Linked DNA regions of Sus scrofa: region 2 is linked to region 1. Evidence: chromatin contacts called from public Hi-C data. All regions are on one chromosome and are shown on one strand. The core of a region is the stretch at or near the end of the contact, and the rest is flanking DNA. Distances in the headings are between cores, read along the strand shown. Region 1 holds the start of SMIM11A (small integral membrane protein 11A). Region 2 holds the start of RCAN1 (regulator of calcineurin 1).

Region 1 (4,704 bases), core at 634-3,133:
CCCTCGCCATAGCAGTGACCCAAGCCACTGCAGTGACAAAGCGGCACCCTTAACCCACTGCAACACAAGAGAACTCCTGAAGTGTAAATCTTTGACCACCCAGGACTGTCTTGTCTCTTTGAAAATAACACATTCAAGGCAGTAACTCTCCCCAACAGACCCTTGCTTTAACTGGCACCACTGCCTCCAATCGTAAAAACAGGAGTTTGTTTCTCTTGCAGAGAAGTGTCCATCGACAAAGCCAGATCAGGCTGACTATTCCCTTCCACTTTTTGTAAATTTCCACTTCCCCCAACTCTGCCTGAGTGCCTGTGGCCCCAACCTCCTCATTCTCCTTCTTATGCCCAGTTACCTCTGCACCAATCAAAGTTGAGTTTAATTCATGCCGAATTCTCTTCCCTACTGTGATAGCGACTGAATCAAGTCTGTCCCTAACACATGAACCGGTGCCTGGCTTTATCTGTGACACAGGAAAACACATCAAGGGGAGGAGGGATCTAGGTTTTCCTAATTAAGTACATTTCATTATCATCATTTAATAAATGTTCATCAGCCAAGTTTACTTTCGGGGAATGGGAGAAATACCCAATCTTGACGAGCATTTTGGCTTGGATCCTGCATTGCTGTGGCATAGGCTGACAGCTGCAGCTCTGAGATTCAACCCCTAGCCTGGGAACTTCCATATGCTGCAGGTGCAGCCCTAAAAAGAAGGAAAAAAAAAAAAAAAGAGTTCCTTTTGTGACTCAGTGGTTAACAAACCCGACTAGGAACCATGACGTTGTGGGTTTGATCTCTGGCCTCGCTCAGTGGGTTAAGAATCTGGCAATGCTACTAGCTGTGGTGTAGGTCACAGACATGGCTCAGGTCCACTGTGGCTGTTGCTGTGGTGTAGGCCAGCAGCTGTAGCTCCAGATTCGACTGCTTTCCTGGGAACCTCCATATGCCATGGGTGCGCACCCACCCCACCCCCCAAAAAAGAAAAGGAACTCATGGTAGTGGCTGCCCTGATAGAGGCTAGATCCGGAGTCAGGTCCCAGCTCTGGCCCTTGCTGGCTTTAAAACCCTCCACGACTTAATCTGTGTCTTCATTTCCTCATTACAGTCATAATATGTCCTTCACAGGCCTGTCAGGAGACTTCAATTAGACAATAAAGTGCTTAGAACATTATTTCTGTTACTTTCTCCAGGAAACATTTCGTTTTTCACCACCACCAAGATGTCACAATGGGATATGGAATTGGACTGTCTGGTTCAAATCTCCGTTCTGCCACACCAATTTGCACGTTTTCTTGCGCTGGCCACTTCGTCTCCTCTTGCTTTAGTTTCCTAAACCACAGAAGGGTGAGCTGAGCATGGACTAAGGACTCTGTGAACTTTCCTCTTGCTACCCTTGAATTTCAGTGTCCAGTTTGTACCCTCCCTTACAGAAGGGTCTGAGTGCGTTGTAACTGCTTCCGTTTACTAAGCTCTTGTTGAATGAATCTGGGGACCTAGTATGGGCACCCCACCACTATTCCAAAGGAAAATGCACGCATTTTTGACAGAGACGATGAAGGCTAAATTTGGAAACTTCTGGGGACCCACGTGCCCTCGGCCACACACAGCAAGGATCACCCAAAGAAAGCGAGACAGCTGAGGGGGAGGGGCCCACAAAGCCCCGCCCCCCACAAAGCCCCGCCCCCACAAAGCCCCGCCCTCCATCCGCCGTCCTCCAACTCCAGTAACTTCAAAAGGAGAATGTGCCAAGGGCCTGGAGGAAAGCGCCTGGCCCACCCTCACTCGCCCGGCCAATCCCGTTCCGTGACCCACGTCGCAGCCCCCAGAAAGCCGCGCCAGCCCCAAGCGCGATTGCGCGTGAAGCGGCGCACGCATCAAGGCGGCGCACGCATCAAGGCGGCGCTCGCAGCGATGCGGTCCTGGCCCACTGCGCAGGCGCGCGGAGCGGTGCATTTCGGGACGTGTAGTTTTCCCGCGGCGTTGTAGCTGTCGTGTGTGCCGGCTGGTTCCTCCGCGGCCCGGAGCTGTAAGTGGGTGGTGTCCTGGGCCACGGAATCCTGAGCTGAGGCCCGGCAGCTCTTGGGGGCGCTGGGGAGTTTGGCGGCCGGCCCTGCGATCGCACTTTCTCTCTAGACGCTCACCGCCGGGCCCCCGGGCACGGCGAAGGTGACTGCTGCCACCTCCCGCCCCCCGCCCGCGGATTGCCCCTGTCTGGCTGGGTTGCCCCGGCGCCGCGGATCCCGCGCGGTGGGTGGAGTGTTGAGGCTGTCACGCAGGCCGGAGAGATTAGGAGGCGAGCGAATGCTCTGGACGCCCTGTTCTGTTAGAATGGCGGGGCGGAGGGGGCGGGGTGGGGGGCAGTGCTTGCCTTTGGCCCTCATTCTCGGGTGTGAGCGGTACAGGCCTTGCTCCCCAAGAGTCGGGGATGGAGAGGACCCTGGCCCGGCCCTCGGATTACTGTTACGGTTACGGAGAAGTTGAGGCCCAGCCCCTCGCCCTGGGAACCCCGGGCTGATCCGGGCTTGGGCCTTAGAGGCCAACCAGGTGATATCCTAGGTTCATCTTGAACCCCTTCCTTCCCACACCTACCGCTCTTTCAAAAGATTGGGTGAAGGGTTGGGGTGAAAAGGGTAGAGACTGGGAATGAGAACAGCTCCGGAAAGTTCAAACTAGGGACACATACTTAGTGGCTGGAATGAGACTCCAAGAGACAGACCGACCCTTGGGGTTTGTTAGGTGTGCCAAGAAGAAAATTGTGGACCATACATTGTCCATAGTGCTTTAATTGGCTTAATGAAAATAAGCCAGTAGCTTTTCTATTTTTTAGGAGAAATCTGGCAAAGGAGAACTCAGGACGTTTTTGCAGGAGAGGAAATAAAACTCTGAGCCATTGTTAAAAGGGAAGTTTAAAACTTCCAGCGCTTCATAGATTTTAGGCCTCTCAAAATTGTGGCTGTCAGTTTGTAGTTCAGCCCTCAGATACCAGCTGCCTCCTGGTTCTGGTGTTGGGTCAGGTGTACATATGGCAGCAGAGCAAATAGCCTGTTGATATTTTTAGCTTTCTCAGTTGTTCTTATTTGCTGAAGTCCTGCAGGGTGCTACAGAAATGGCTGAGTTGGAGCATGTAATTTAGGGGAGGTGGGAAAGAGTTGTAATTTGGAGCCAGTGAGTGGGAATGAGTTTGACTGATTTGCCCTCTCCTCTTTCACCCTCAGCCTAAGTCTTCCACTCCTTTGCACATTGACCCTAATTTTTTTTTTTCTAAAGAGACTGAATTTTATCACCCTAGATATGAAGTTGAGTGAGCTGCCAGTATATTTTTAGTTAGATTCTGTGATATCAAAGAGGGTGGTGACTTAGGCATTGCCGAGTTTCAGCACTGTTCTTTGGCTTCTGATTTTTGAGATAACACTTTAGGTTAAAGAGGCTAATGACCTGTGCCAGGTCACTCACGTGCCCTGCCATTGGTGCCACCAAGAATTGAGCCCAGATCGCCAGTTCTCCTGGTTATCCAGTGCTGGTTCTTTATACCATATCCTGCTGTCTGCATTTTGACTGATACCACTTTTTATCAGCTTGACATGTCCATTAGTGGAAAGAGATATTTATCATAACAGTTATCGTTGGTATTTGTTTAGTGCTTTCCATATGCTGAACACATTGCTTAGTGTTTGCAGTCTCTGAAGGAGAATTGACAGACAGGGCAGCTGAGGCTTAGAGAGGCCAGGTGACTCGTCCAAGGTCACATCACTGGTAAACAGATCACCACGGGTGATCTTTTGATTTCCTCCTCTAAGCTTTTTGGACCTACTTGGGGTCCTTGACCTTGTGGCTACCATACCTATTTCAATTCTCTAGGTATGTCCTTTGGTCTCAGAAAACATGTGGAAAACAGCCAAGCTTGTCTACTTATATTTGTACACAACTCAATAAAAGCAGGAGTTGTAAAAATAAAGTTCATATGACCTTAAACCTTTACATTTACAACATGGCTAATTCCCGAGATTATTAGACATTATTCAGAGTGAAAATTCCAGCAACAGGTTATAAGCTGTTAGGAACCGAGTTGCCCAGTGCAAGTCAGAGTCTGCTGCTACTTAGACAAATGGGCCATTTATGCACAAAGGTAATGAGCACCTTCGGTCATGGTCATCGCGTTTAAACAGATTTGTGGTGTAAATTCCTGTCGTTAGCTTATCTGACTTTGGAAAAGTCATGGGGAGAACTGGGCTGTCTTGTGCCAACTGCCAGCTTGTTTTCAGGATACTATGACCTTGAGCAGATGAGGTCTGAACTTTTTTTTATATTTAATGCTTTTGTAAGTGAAAGTTTATTTATTTTTTTTAAAAAAAGAAATGTCTCTCCTAAAGTTTCTCTCCATTCTAAAGGACTCTGAATTTTTCTGATGTTTTTCGTCGTTCTAACTGTAAGTGCATTTAAGGAGAAGCATCCCCATGTTTTCTTACTGCAGAGCTCTTTGCCGTAGACACTGGAGCCAGACCGGGTGGGTTGGAATCCCAGTCCTTCTGTGTGACTCTGAACATGTCATGTAAATTTTGTTTCCTCGTCTCCAAAGTATACACAGTAAACTACCCCTCTTTGGGGCTGCCGTGGAGACGAGCTGCGTTAATGCAGTAGTGTGCTGTGGCACGGCCGGGCACCATAAAGTGAAGCTGGGATTATTATGCTTTAAGTTGCCAAATTGCA
Region 2 (4,704 bases), core at 1,026-3,525, 130 kb after region 1:
TGTCTGTTGTGCGGGGGTGCTAGGAGGCCACTGCAATCTTTCCAACCAGAGAGGGAGTTGATGGACAGTCTGGAAACTTCCAGGGAGATTTTAGTCACTGTGTTTTCTGAGTCTTTTTTTTTTTTTTTTTTTTTTCCTTCAGGCTAAACACTGAGGACAGTGAGAGGCAGGTGGTGGAGGGTGGCTGAGAGCCTGGAGGGGGCAGGTGCCCTCTACCCAGGTGACTGGTGAGAGGAGGAGGAGCCACAGAGCTTCGCAGAGGGGAAGAGAGAATGCCCAACAAGAGGGGAACATCTTTGGGAACATCCAGCGCTAGAAAGTGGGGGAGCGGACGGCCCTCCCACAGCCCTGTAGTACCTGCTGTCTACCGCAGGGCAGGGCTGCAGGCAGGTCCTGCGTTCCCTGCTGGCAGGCCGTTCACCAGGAGTGAGACCAACTCACAAACTTTCTCTCTTCAAATATACTGGCTTTTCTTTAGTGGATGGAAACATCTGTGATTTTCCAACGAGGGGTGTTGCAGAGGCAAAGAAGAAGAAAGCAAGCTCGACAGATGATCAACCCGAGAGATTTCATCTGGCTGCAGGTGGCTTGTTCTCCCCCTCTTCTAAGCTGGGGCAAGTGTGGCGGGGGAAGGGTGTCTGTGCAGATTTGGAATCTCACACAACCTCATCCACGGGCACTGTGACCCACTGTTTCGTTTTAAAGTTATTATTCATAATTTAGGAGAGATGCCTTTTTTTTTTTTTTTTTTGGCTTTTTAGGGCCACACCCTCAGCACCGAAGTTTCCAGGCTAGGAAACTTGAAACTTGAATTGGAGCTACAGCTGCTGGCCTACACCACAGCCACAGCAACATGGGATCCAAGTCGGACTGCGACCTACACCACAGCTCAGGACAACACTAGATCCCCAACCCCCTCACGGAGGCCAGAGGTCAAACCCACATCCTCATGGATCCTAGTCAGGTTCGTTAACCACTGAGCCACGAAGGGAACTCCTAGGAGAGATGCCTTTGATGAATGTTCTTAGAATACAAGTCAGGGCCTAGGACCAGGACGCAAGAGAACCCACATTGTCTTGCTAATTTCATATTGCTATTGTACTGTTCTCTTAGAAAATAATCGTGTTTATTCTACTAACTGATACCTAGTTATGGTAGTGATTGGAGAGCATCTCAATTAAATAAGTAAATCAGTGATTTGACACATATAAAGCTAATATTAAATGGCTGGCTTTGTAGTATTTTTACCCATGCAACATCTTCTAATACTGGTTCTGAAACGCCAGTCTGGGCTTGCAAGCGTAGCACCCAGTGATGGAGTTAAATTTGATTAGCTTTGGATATAAAGCTATAACATGACCTGTGCCCTCCAAAAAGAACATACAGAATCCATTCCCTAGTGGTTGGAGATCAACTAGATACCTGCACAGCTACTGCTGAAAAATCTTACATTTTCATCAAATGAAGAAGAAAGCATCGTAATTAAAATGGCTAATTATATTAACTACCACCAATGAGAGCTGCTTCCCAGGAGGTACACTTATAAGTTATTTATCCAGTTTTATTATTTGCTATGGCTGCATTTTCTCCAGCGAGAGAAAGCTGGAAACTTGAAGACAGGCCGTTGTAATGACGGCAAACCCTCAAATGTCTTTACAACATTTATTTCCTAAGATAAAAATCCAAGTACTCTGAACTTCGGATGCCAAAGCCAAACGTTCTGTTCTTTGTCAGACAAGCCCTCCCTCCAAAGTTTACTTACGACCTGTACAGAATGACAAAAACCCAGTGCCAAAGGCTGCTTACTAATTAATTGGTCTGGAGATGAGGATGGTTTTTAAGCATTGAGAGCTTTGAAAATGCCATCACAGTCAATTCCTCCGGCAACACCTTCTGCTTTTCAAGGTTCAAAGTATTCTGGAGGACTTTCAAAACCCCAAAGCCACAAGAGAACCACCTACACCCCTCCCCCACCCCGCTCCAAACAAAGATTTCAGTTCGTACGTAGTCCCAGTTAACACACGCTTTGACAATGTTCAAAAACCACATGAGAGTAGAAGCCTTACCCTGGTTTCACTTTCGCTGAAGACATCACTGTTTGCCACACAGGCAATCAGGGAGCTAAAACTGTAGTTAAAGTTTCTAAAATGCATCTTGCTTTCTTAAGGTGAAAGCAATAGGCTCCCGGAGACGAGCTCCAAGTGAAGTTCCTTTACAGAGGCTGTGGGTTCTTTCCCCAGCCGGCGCTTATAAAGCATGAGGTCCAGCCCCCCCGGGGAAAAAAAAAAAAAAAAGAAAAAAAAAAGCTCCACTTCCAGAGCATCCTGTTTGGACACCAAATTCCTGAGTCAAGTCCTGCTTGCTCGCGGCAGACAGGGACAGAGTGTAAGTTTCTACTGGAAAGAGGTGACGTCAACACCTTAGTCATTTTCCCTATGCTAATTAACTTTGCTTGGGGAGGATGGAAAAAGAGCGGAGGTTTGCTGTGCAGCTGCTCTATCTACCCCTCTTGCAGCATAGTTTCCATTGGTAGTAATTCCATTCAGCCACTCAGTCACCAGGCTCGGCGGCTGAATGGGACGACCCTTCTTCAGATGGAAAATGTTACAGAAGAAAAGGAGGAAGGTCTTCAGCAGTAAATAGCAATTAGCCTCCAGGGAATTTTTAAGGCTTGGAGAAACCTGGAAACCACCATCTTGGCAAACTGTTTGAGCCCTGTAATTTTCTGAACCCTTCAATCACAGTTTCATATACCGGGGGGATTAGAGAAAACATTTGGAAATCTGTCTTGGTCAATGAACTCTGTTTCTAAAGAAGAAAGTGCAATTCATTTTGAAATAAGGTCTTTTTTGTTTCCTCTTCCAATTGAACTTTATTGGATGAATGTCCCAATTCCCCACTTGTACGCCCCAGTGAGAATGTGGGAAGAGATCCTAAGAGTATCACTGGAAAATCTATGACTGTAATTTGAGAACTAGGACTATGAACCACTTCGATCACTTTCGAACAGCTACTGAATTCAAAGATACCAAAACATTCTAGAGAACCTAGTCTCTGAAACTGAGAAAAGAAACATTAAGAGCTTGTCCTGTTTGAGAGACTCATAGCCTGAACATTTTCTGTTTTGAATAGGAAAAGAATAAATAGAAAGAACGTATGTTACAATTGAAAAGTTACCTTGGCTCGCCTTTTTTCAGGTTAGATGTCTGGTGGCAGGATTGCTGGTTCTTTTATTTTTAATTTTTATTTTTATTTTTATTTTTTTTTTTGTCTCTTGTCTTTTTAGGGCTGCACCTGCGGCACATGGAGGTTCCCAGGCTAGGGGTCTACTTGGAACTGTTGCTACCGGCCTGTGCCAGAGTCACAGCAATGCCAGATCTGAGCCTAGTCTGCAACCTAGAGCACAGGTCATGGCAATGCCAGATCCTTAACCCACTGAGCGAGGCCAGGGATCGAACCCGAAACCTCATGGTTCCTAGTCGGAATCATTTCCGCTGCGCCATGACGGGAGCTCCAGGATGTCAGTTCTTTTAAAAGGCTAAGACTTTCTTCCTCCCAGCTTTTTCTATTATTATTTGTTAAATGAAGTATAGTTGATTTAGAATGTCATGTGAGTTTCAGGTGTACTGCACAGTGATTCAGATACACACATACACATTTTTTACAGATTATTTTTCCTTAAAGGTTGTTACAGAATATTGAGTATACAGTTCCCTGTGCTATACACTAAGTCCTTGTTAGTTATCTATATTATATGCAGTAGTCTGTATATGTTAATCCCATTAAAAAGCTACAACTTTCCCGAGTTCCCGTCTTGGCTCAGTGGTCAACGAATCCGACTAAGAACCATGAAGTTGTGGGTTCGAGCCCTGGCCTTGCTCAGTGGGTTAAGGATCTGGTGTTGCTGTGAGCTATGGTGTAGGTTGCAGACGCGGCTCGGATCTGGCATTGCTGTGGCTCCGATTCGACCCCTAGCCTGGGAACCTCCATGTGACGCAGGAGCTGCCGTAGAAAAGACAAAAAAAAAAAAAAAAAAGCTACAACTTTCTGACCTTCCAAATACTTTGCAAGTTTAGGTCCCATGGCAGTTGGAGTCCCAGGTCCTTTCCCCTCTCCCCAACTTTATGATCACCTAAGCGCAGTCACGCTACTACTAAAAACAGTCACACTACTACTAAAAACACTCTCTAGTCTAGAGGCACACAGGGCCAGCTCTTAAGCTTCCAGAAGTTAAGTGGAATCCTGCCATTCCCCTTTAAAGATTAACTCCAAAGAATCACTGAAGTCAGCCAGTCATAAGAAGAATATATGCAATGGCTCTGAGCAAACCAGAGCATTTATCCCTCCATAAAAGGAAGCTCACCTCCCTGGATGAGAGCGTTGCTTAATCTCTGAGCAAGGTGCCCTGCTGCCAGCTTAGGGTTACGTAAGAGACCAGTTATGGTGTTTGCTTTACCAAATTACCTGTAACTCCCAACCCAAGAGATCTAAAGGCATGTATCCTAAACAAGTCTGGACCGCTGTGAATGAACAGGATGCGATGCCTCAAATGCCAAGAGGAAAGCTTCCTGCTGGGTGATGCTTGGTTCTGGGGACAGTGCGCTTAGATGAGCTGCGATTTCAGGGCAAAGCCTGGAGTGTGCCCTAGGTGGCAGCGGTGTGGGGATGGGAGGCTTTGCGGGTTGGCGGTGGGGGCGGGCACTG

Evidence for each region. A called contact is a pair of places that touch in the nucleus more often than the background predicts.
Region 2: a contact with region 1 is called in a Hi-C map of liver, with 2.6 times the contacts expected there. The contact joins the promoter of RCAN1 here to the promoter of SMIM11A in region 1. A contact is called at or near these places in 2 of 47 Hi-C or Micro-C datasets (embryonic fibroblasts and liver) and 2 of 2 datasets of contacts at active chromatin or transcription factors (alveolar macrophages and skeletal muscle).

Annotation. Positions count from the first base shown.
Region 1 is chr13:197,983,385-197,988,088 of Sscrofa11.1, forward strand. SMIM11A (small integral membrane protein 11A) reads left to right here and starts at 1,884. Exons shown (of 4, transcript XM_003132758.4): 1 at 1,884-2,023.
Region 2 is chr13:198,114,268-198,118,971 of Sscrofa11.1, forward strand. RCAN1 (regulator of calcineurin 1) reads right to left here and starts at 2,276. Exons shown (of 4, transcript NM_001243913.1): 1 at 2,067-2,276. The coding sequence starts at 2,153.